2 separate regions of the Mus musculus genome follow, and region 1 is linked to region 2. The links are chromatin contacts, called in public promoter capture Hi-C maps. All regions are on one chromosome and are shown on one strand. The core of a region is the stretch at or near the end of the contact, and the rest is flanking DNA. Distances in the headings are between cores, read along the strand shown.

Region 1 (4,615 bases), core at 1,352-3,851, 220 kb before region 2:
CGGTTCTTCTCGGCCGTACTCGGCTGGATTCAATTCTGTTCGGTTTGCTCGGCTGGAATAGATTCTAGCGCTTTTCGGATATGCTCGGCTCCTCCCCTTACTAGGCTTCCACGGTTTGGGCCCTGGAACTCTGCCTACTTTCTGGGGTGCTGAGGATTGGAGGAATACACTCTGCTCCCCAGCCAGGCTTGGACTGCCTGCTGAGGTACTGGTGCTGGGTGCTGGGGCGCGCGCTGACTCCCTCCAGGAGATGGCGACCTCCTACCTATCTGTTTAGACCTTAACTCGGTAATGACCTTGAACTCCAACTGTGATTTACCATTCACAGTTTACACAGGGCTGCCTTCTGGCGTCAGTAAGTCATTGTCCTGCCTCCTGGGAGAAAGGGCAGGAATGAGCAGAGAAACAAACACTTATATTGTAGGACTCTGGCCTTAGACCTGGTTCTGGCTTTTTGTGTCCGGGTATACATTTACTGGCAAAGGCTGTGAAAGAGTATAAGAAGGTATCCACTGGTGGGTGTGCGGAGAAAAGTGGGTGCACACCTCTGCATACTGGGCTTAACCAAAGTAGCAAGATACCCTTTGGTTGGCTGTTCCCAGACACTCATACAATCCTGGACTCTTCAAGATCGTTCGGCCCAGGGTTATTAAGACCCAGAGAAATGTCAAGCACACCTTTAATCCCACCACTGGGGAAGCCGAGGTGGTCAGAACTCTATGAGTTCATGGCCAGCCTGGTCTAGAGAGTGAGTTCCAGGACAGCCAGGACTACACAGAGAAACCTTCATATCAGCCCCGCCCCTGCTTCCCCTCCAAAGACTCGGGGAATTAGGGACTTACCCAATGTCATGAAGTTAGAAAGAAGACATGGGACAGAGCCATAGTCTGTCTGTTACTCCAGAGCTGGACTTCATGTCTCAAGTCTACCTGATGTGCCTGGACGCCCTCGTGTCTGAGGTCAGTAGCCGGCAGCCTCTGGTTTGCTAGGGCCGGATGAGCAGCCTTGTCCCTGTATAGTTCGGTGCGGAGTGTAGTGGGGTGCACAGTGCTAGGCACACAGCCTTCTGCACTACTGTGCCCTTCGCCTGCTTCTCCCTGACCGTCCATCTTTTCTTTCATCCATCTTCCCGGCCTTCTTCCCAGAGATCTGAGACTGCCTGGTGCTGTTCCCACCCCCGGGGCCGCTGACTCAGCCCTTTGCTCTGGTGGCTGCAGCTTGAAGCGGGTAGCCTCTCTGCAGGTCTGGCTCTGTGCCTCAAGAATGCTGCTCCGGCAGGGCCACACAGAGCCATGCCAGTGTGAGCTTTGTGGTGGCCCTTATAGGGCTATCATCCCCCTCTCTGCTTTCTTCTGCCAATGTATTCCTGACTGGACCTGAGAACTCCAAGTCATTTTGGGAGGCAGCACCAGACTAGAAGAATCTGGCGTCCTCTCAACTTGGATTTCGCTCTGCTATGTGACCTTGTACCAAAGGCTTGATCTCCCTGGGCCACAATGTCCCTGATTAAGGGATGGGATTAGATCATCTCTGAGGCTCGTTCCAGGCCTAGTCTTGCTGTTGGATTGTCTGCCTAAATGCCCAGGAAGCCTGAACCCAGAGACAGCCCTGTCAAGGACCCTAAGAAATAGGGCTGGTATACTTTTTTATTTTTTATTGAAGTCCCAGACCTAAATCTATCCCCTAAGCAGTGGGCTAGAGAGTAATACCACTGCCAAGACCCTCTAGCTGCTAACCTGGAGAGAGGCTGGAGGTGGGGCTAGGAATAATAAATCTAAATACTTTTGAGGACCAAGGTTCCCCAGAGAGGTGAAACCTAGCTCAGGCAAGGAGGTATCCAGCAAAACTGAAATAACAGGTCGCCAAGGGTGAGGGACATTTTACAGGAATTGCACAGGGTTTCCGACCTCCAGGAAACCAGGGCTAGGAGCCAGGGCGGTGGTCTTTGCTAAACATTCCCCAGTTTGCCCAGGAGGAAACTGAGGCAGGGTTTTGCCTAGTCCCAGGGCACACAGGCTGCCTCCCCCAGCTCCACCTTGAACATGTTGGGGGTTATACTTCTGTAAGGGAGCTGGCTTTAGGAGAGTCAGTGAAGGCAGGATTCCAGGTGGGGAAGAAGGAATAAGCCATCTTTGGTCCAGCATGAATGGTAGGGGCAGAATCCCTGAACACCTCCGGCAGGAGAGGCAATGCTCGACCATGTTGCTGGGTGTTAGGACCAGGATTTATACCTATGGAGGATGGGTACCAGTGGCTCATGCCACTCAGTCTCTGTAGCTCTTGGCAGATGGCTCTTGGGCTCAGACTAGATCCGGGCTGCCTCCCTTTTCCTGAGTAATGCAGAGCCCCGCCCCCTCTCGTGCAGCCTCCAATTTCCAGGCGGAGTCTTTCTAGGCTCTTGATGCTCGTCCTGTCTAACTCCCAGGGCATTTGACTCAAACAGGTCCCCAGCGCTGGGCCAGGGCCACAGATGCCCAAGGATGTTAAAGATCCAAGTCTCCCAGTACCTCCGAGGCAGAGCCCCAGGCTGGAGGGGCGGGAGCAGGAGGAGGGGACTGGGAAGCCAGCTCAGCGTGCTCCCTCCTCCCTCCCTCCCTCCCTCCATCCCTCCGCCCTCCTAGCTCAGTCGTAGGCCTAGGGGTCGGGCCTGCAACAAGTTATCATCACAGACATGGGCCAAGGAGCCAGAGGCCGTCCGGGGTCTGTGAGTTGAGCTTGAGGCCGCAGGATGAGGGTGAGTGGCTGGTGGCCTCTCTTCTTCTGACTGGGATGGGGGTTGGGGTCACAGTCTGAGATTCCTCTGTTCCCCTCTTTCTGGCAAGCACATAGCTCTTTCCCTCTCGCCTAGCCAGCTCATTTGGAAGATCTGCCACCCTGCACTGCTGGCCACCCTGCACTGCTTCTGGTGTTTACCTGCCCCTGCAGGGACTTCCTCACCACCCACCCACCCCCAGCCACTAAGCCCCGCCCATCTGGATGATAAGGTCGGTAGCCCAGCCTCCCACCAAGAGGCTCTGGCATTTTAGGTGAGGTGGTGGGGACCGGCAAGACCCCTCTATGGTTGGTGTGACCCCCACACTTGGTACTGCCTGGCCCCTCTCCTAGCACCCAGCCAGGGATCCCAGCTGCAGTTAGTCCTGTTTCTAGGGAGAGGGCCCTGCTTCCTGCTTCCTGCCCCAAAGCTCCAGTTCTGTGTCTCTGAGCATCTGACTCCCAAGGGACCAGACCGGTAGGAAACAAAAATGTCTCCAAACCATGCTGACTCTCCGGAAGTTCTTTGCCTTTCAAGCCATAGACTCTAGAGTGAGGTCTATACAGGAAGAGGAAGGAATGGGCACTTTGAAGTCTTTGACAAACTGGGCAGTTTCCCCCGAGTGTAAGTCGCCCATATTGCCTGGCAAGGAAGACATGTTGGCGGCTTGTGTGAATGAAAGAGGGGCTAAGCTGCAATCACTAGGTCACATGACCACCAGGTCACGTGTTTGTGAGTTATTCGGATTTCCTTCACAGGGTGGGCACATCTATGGTCAGAATAAAGTATGTGTGTGTGTGTGTGGGGGGGGGGTGTTGCTGCGACCTGTAGTTGAGAATAGGCGTGGAGTTGGTCTCTGAGGGAATTCCCTGCCTGTGGAGCAGAACTAGCAGGCCCCAGCAGTATGATCATTCCAGAAAGGGGGTGTCTATGAAGACACCTCCTGTTGTCACCCCAATCCCTAGAGAGAAGGCTCTGAGCTTCTGTCCCTTTAAAACATAGTCCCTCTTCATAGCCTTTCAAGAAGTAATCATTTTACCTTCTCAGCCTGTATTAACCACAGAAAAATATTTTTGAATTTGTACTAAATGTTAAGAGGAACAAAAAGGAAATAAACAAAGAGACGCCAAGAGGTGTAAAAACCAGTCTGGTTTCAATAGCAGTTTCTGATCTGTGATCATCGGGTAGTGCCAGCCCCCGAGCCTGTCACCACCTCAAAGGGCCCACTGCAGGCTTCCGGCCCACCGAGCCAGCTCCTCTGGTGTCCGGCCTACTTCCTGCCCTAGTCTGGAAACTGGAGACCTCATCATATTCAAGGCCCGAGATGGAACATTCCCATTTCTGATTCCTTTCAATGTCCAGGTGCTTTCTGTTCACCCCCCTTAATTTCAATTTACCACCTCAGTGGCTGATTGGTAGGCCTGTCATGATTGACACAACCACCTTCGAATCACTTGGCCCCTGGGCAAGAGTGGGTTGTTAACAACACAGAGATGCCAGAAGGATGAGCCCTGCTAATAAGCCTTATGCTGTACTAAAGGGGACACCTTGTTCTTCAAGAGGGAGACCTCTTGCTTCTGTGCAGAAGTGGCCTGCAGGATCTACAATGCTCTCAGGGACCCTAGCTCCTGACATCTCCTATGGTGCTTGCCAGAGGTGGTGGGAGCCGAGGTCAGCAAACAGCCTTTAGAGATGAGAGGGTCAAAGAGTCATTCTCCATTTCCCTGGCTAGCCATGTGGATATCTGACATCTTCCTTGGTGCCCCAATGAAGGCCTGGGAACCTGGTTTGTGCCATCTGAGGGTCTCCACGGGGCCTTCATCCTTCCCAGGCCATGTGGCAGTGGCCACAGTAGACAGATAC
Region 2 (4,673 bases), core at 1,479-3,978:
TCAAAGCCACTGGGAGCTTTGGTTGATCCACAGGCATCTGCCCTGCCCCATGTGAGCACAGTGCTGTGTGTGGTACCTGTGTCCTGGGTGTGTTTAGACCTGTGACAGCTGGAATAAGCTTGATCCTGGCAGCAAGCTCTGAGCTGCAGCAAACATGCTTTCCTCAGAACAGAAGGAGCATCATGCCTGCCCTTTGTCTTCAGTGGTAAGCTTTGTTCCTTCCTGCCCTTAAGACTTGAAAAGCTGTGTCCTAGATACTGTGGGTTAAGAGCTATGGAAGGGCTGTATGCCTGATTCTGAAGAGTCATGAATGAGCATATCGGTGTATGTGACTTATTGTGAATTTATTCATGCTGTGACAAGTGCCATGGCCAAAGCAACATAGGCGAGGAAAAGACCTATTTCAGGTCACAGCCCACTATGGAGGCAAGTCAGGGCAGGAACTCAAGCAGAAGTGTGAGCCATGAATTGTGGCAGACACTGTGTGCTGGCTGGCTCATAGGTTCATGCTTATGTAACTGTCTTATACAGCTCAAGATCACATACCTAGGGAATGGTACCGCCCACAGTAGGCGGGGCCCTCCTACATCAATAAGCAATCAAGACAACTTCTGTGGTTGCTCATGCCTTTTGGAGGCACAGGCAAGCTGATCTCTGTGAGTTTGAGGCCATCCAGGGCTGCATAGGGAGATGCTATCTCAAGCCTAGAAACAGTCAAGACAACCCCATCTCATGTGGACAAGTCCTCACTTGAGACTGCTTTCTTAGGAGACTCTAGGCTGAGGGAATATATGGTAGGGGTGTTATGTGTATCTATTGCTTTAAGACAGGTACTGTTTCCAAGGCTCTAATATGCAAATCACAGGACACACTACATAAATAAGCCAGGGATATCCAATTTAAAAGGTGACATGCAAACATTTGGATAGCTTAGTCATACCTTACCAATGCCATTATGAGGGAAGTCCTTCTTAATGGCCTTTTGGCATGCTAGCCTGTGTTCATTTTCACTTTGAGTTGAGATCTGAAATTGAGTGAGAATGGATCTCTTAGGACAAGGGTACATTTACCTGGGGACAGTCTGTGTTAAGAAAGCAATGGGTGTTTAAAGGAAGGAGCAGGAGGTTGGTGACAAGGACCCTATTGATCCCTAGTGTGACACTGATTCCCAAAGAGTAGTAGGTTGTCCAACAAGACATGTTGTTCCTGCTGTATGATCTGAGGATCAAGGATTTCTTGTCAGTTTTACATGTCCGGGGTGTCCCGTGTAGGTGGGGATGGTGGACATGATCATTTATGCATTGATTTCAAGGGCTGTCTGGATGATGTGTCAATTTCCTCAAACAGTAAGATATTTGGAGAAATAGTTATGCAATGTGTGAGGAGACACTAATCTCTCTGAATTTCAAGGCCACATAGGACAGTGGATCCAGTTATCAGACAGAGACCACCTGCCTTGTGTGGGTATCCCGTGTTCCATGAGAGCCTCTCATAGGTACCACACAATTCATACTCTGTGTCGTTTGCTGCCATGACTATGACATAGCTACTGCACGGGGAGAAAGGATTGACTAAGTACCTAGTGAACACCATTGTGAACCAAGACACCTGCCATGTGCCCCATGGATTGCACCCCTCGCGACAAGTCAGCCACCGAACTTCTTGACTTTCGTTTTCTGTTGAATAAAAGAAAATATGAAGTAAAAACAAACCCATTGGTGTCTGGACATGAGGATCTGCAGTGTTGTGGATTAGAAGTATAAGATTCGGGCACACTGATCTCTGAGAATAGAATCAGGCCGAGGTTGGTGGAAGGTTTCTGTTCATCTGGAACTGACTGCTGTCCCCGTGCCCAGGGGCACTTCTCCTACTGTCTGGTCTCCTGCATCTGTAGCTCTGTATTGGGAGATAAGAAATGTCTCATGCATAAAAAAAGCTACCTTTTTTTTAAAAAAAGGCTGACATTTCATCCCTTATATTTTTACGCTTATTTGCTTGTATTTTTACCATATTAAAAAAATTACTCATGCCTATGACAGGGTTTTGGTGTCCCCATTGACTTTTTTCCTGAGGGAGTGTCTTACTTCCCTCCTCTTAACCCCAGCAGCCTCAAGTTATTCATTTTTTCATTCATTCATTCATTCACTATACATCCAGTCATGAAAACCATCTCTGAGCTATGGCTGGGCACTGGGGGAGGAGAACAGACACAAAACATCACTTGCTCTGATTGCAAGATGGGAGAAGATGACAGGGACTCTAGGGCAGGACAGAGAAGGGAAAGCCAAAGCTGACAGCCAGGGATCAAGACTGCTCCCACTGCCTACTGACTGTTGTCAACTTAGGTTTTCCATGACAAAAGCATAACCCTCAAAAACCCTTCTGGATTTTAGGTCCTTCTAGAAAAATACCCCAAGAGTTCCCAAGGCTTTATGAGGCCACCTGTAGCTGATTTGCATAAGGCCACATGCTGAGAAGTGGTGCCCTCCAAGTCCACCCCAGCTCTACCTGGCTCTGGGCACACACTCGCAGGGAGGTGGTTATTGCCCTCTGTGTCTGCTTCCTCCAGAGAAGTCAGGGAGGTGGGTGTGGAGGAGGCCATTCCAGGCTGAGACCTGAAGGGCACATGAGAGCTGATGTGGAGATGGTGGGGATCGAGCTACTCTGGCAGAACTAAATGTCGTGAGTCTTATCAGAGGCTAGTGTCCACAATTCTGAGAAGCAAGCAAAGCTGCTTGTGAAAGGGCACTGGCAACTTCCTCAATCTGCTCTCTGTTTCCTCCAGATGGGGCACAAATAAATAGGAAGAGCCTGCAGCTCACTGGCACTTGGAGGCTCCCGAAGGAGGCTGCCTGTCGCCCAAGCACAGAGGTAAGTGGCTTCCTGATACGGAGCTAAGGATGGGCGCAAAGCAGGGGCTGTGAGGGTCTCCAGGGTGGAAAAGGACAGCATAAGACAGGGCTGGGGTAGCATATTCCTCAAACTTGATCTCTCTAGAAAGACTAGGTCTCAGACTCCAAGTCAGTGAGTAGAGGAGGGGCATGCCGGAACATTGGAGCGGGGAACAAAGTCAGGGCTCTGGAAGAGGTACGGTTAGGATGTTCTCTGGGGCTCTGCGATTCTGGGGTTCTGGGAGGACACAGCTTTATCACTGGAGGCCTGGTGGCAGGGAGGACTCCCTGAAAGCTCTATGTGGGGCTAACTACTGTGTTCCTTCTAACTTTGCCACCCATATGTTACTTCAGTCCCTATCCTGAGTTTCTGGTCACACATCTGTGGGACAAGGTGAGTGGGAGACATAGCTCTCTCTGTCTTCAATGAGAAATGGAAGAAGGGCAGAGAAAGAGAGAGGGTAGAGAAAATTACCTACAAGAATGAAGAAGTGTTGGGGACAGAGCCAGAGATGTAGAACCTCCCTTGGTACTGGGTGTATTTGGCAAGCTCATTTGGGAAGTGCCAGAGACATACCAAATTACCCACCTCTGTGTGTGTATGTATGTGTGTATGTGTTTCTGTCTCTCTGTCTCTGTCTCTGTTTCTGTCTCTATGTGAGTGTTTCTGTCTCCCTAATTTTTCTTTTTCTGTACCTCTCTTTCTCTGTCTGTCTGTCTCTCTCTGTGTCTCTTTCTCTTACACACACACACACACACACACACACACACACACACACACACAGACAGACAGACAGACATACAGACACACACACACACACGCACACGCACACACACACACACACACACACACACACACACACACACACACACACACACACACACACCATACTGTGCTCTGAAATCACCACAGATGATTTAGGTCCAGATGTGTCGCTTCTGTACCTAGTGTACCAGCAGGTAGGTGTCTCATCATATAGCTAGGGACCAGTCCCTCCCAGACAGGGGCACAGACAACCCCTCTGCTGACAGATCACTGTCATGTCTCACAGATCATAAACTAACCTGTTCATATATTCCACATGCTGTATTCCAGAGATCATGCATTAGCCATTGTTTGACAGAAATCTCTGTGACCTGTTAAGTAAAGAATTTGCCTGAGGTTCAGGCCCCTGCCTCTGCTCCCGCACAGCACATAGGGCCTTTGAACCTTATCGCCCAATGAATTGGATCTTCATCCACATCTCTGTAGCAGCATCTCCCCTCTCCTTACCTCTTTCTTAAAAGCTTTAAAAGAAGACTCCTTCTCTGTCCTCATGGACTGAATTACAGCTTCAGACCATATCCTACTACTGGCTCTAACAAATCTTTAGCTGGAACCTAATGTCCGTACTGGAACCAGAAGGCTGTCCTGTAAGGCTCTTCCTCACTTGCTCTGCTGCCTCTGCATCTAACCCTAGACCTCTCTCTTCCCCTGGTGACTCTCCGGGATCTTCGAGGATCTCCTGCCTGTCTATACTGGAAATTGTCGTAAGTCACATGTTGCATGGGCCTGGGACTGTCCCTTCACCCAGACATGCTGAGTACAGAGATACCTGTTTGCCATCTTTCCTTACTACTTCTGGTCTGGCCACTCAGGAAGGGACCTGAGTGCCACAGGGTGCTTGTCTCCCTTGCTGCCAGTCCTCTAGACAATGGTTCTCAACCTGTGGGTCGGGACCCCTAGGCAGCCTCCTGTCAGATGTCTAGCAGATCAGATATTTACATCATGACTCAGAACCG

What was found. Capture Hi-C pulls out chosen DNA fragments and counts their contacts.
Region 1: a promoter capture Hi-C map of adipose tissue shows a contact between it and region 2. The contact joins the promoter of C1qtnf6 here to the promoter of Csf2rb2 in region 2.

What each region holds. Positions count from the first base shown.
Region 1 is chr15:78,527,637-78,532,251 of GRCm38.p6, reverse strand. C1qtnf6 (C1q and tumor necrosis factor related protein 6) reads left to right here and starts at 2,601. Exons shown (of 3, transcript NM_028331.5): 1 at 2,601-2,734. The coding sequence starts at 2,729.
Region 2 is chr15:78,303,776-78,308,448 of GRCm38.p6, reverse strand. It overlaps Csf2rb2 (colony stimulating factor 2 receptor, beta 2, low-affinity (granulocyte-macrophage)), which reads left to right and starts at 2,728. Exons shown (of 14, transcript NM_007781.3): 1 at 2,728-2,871.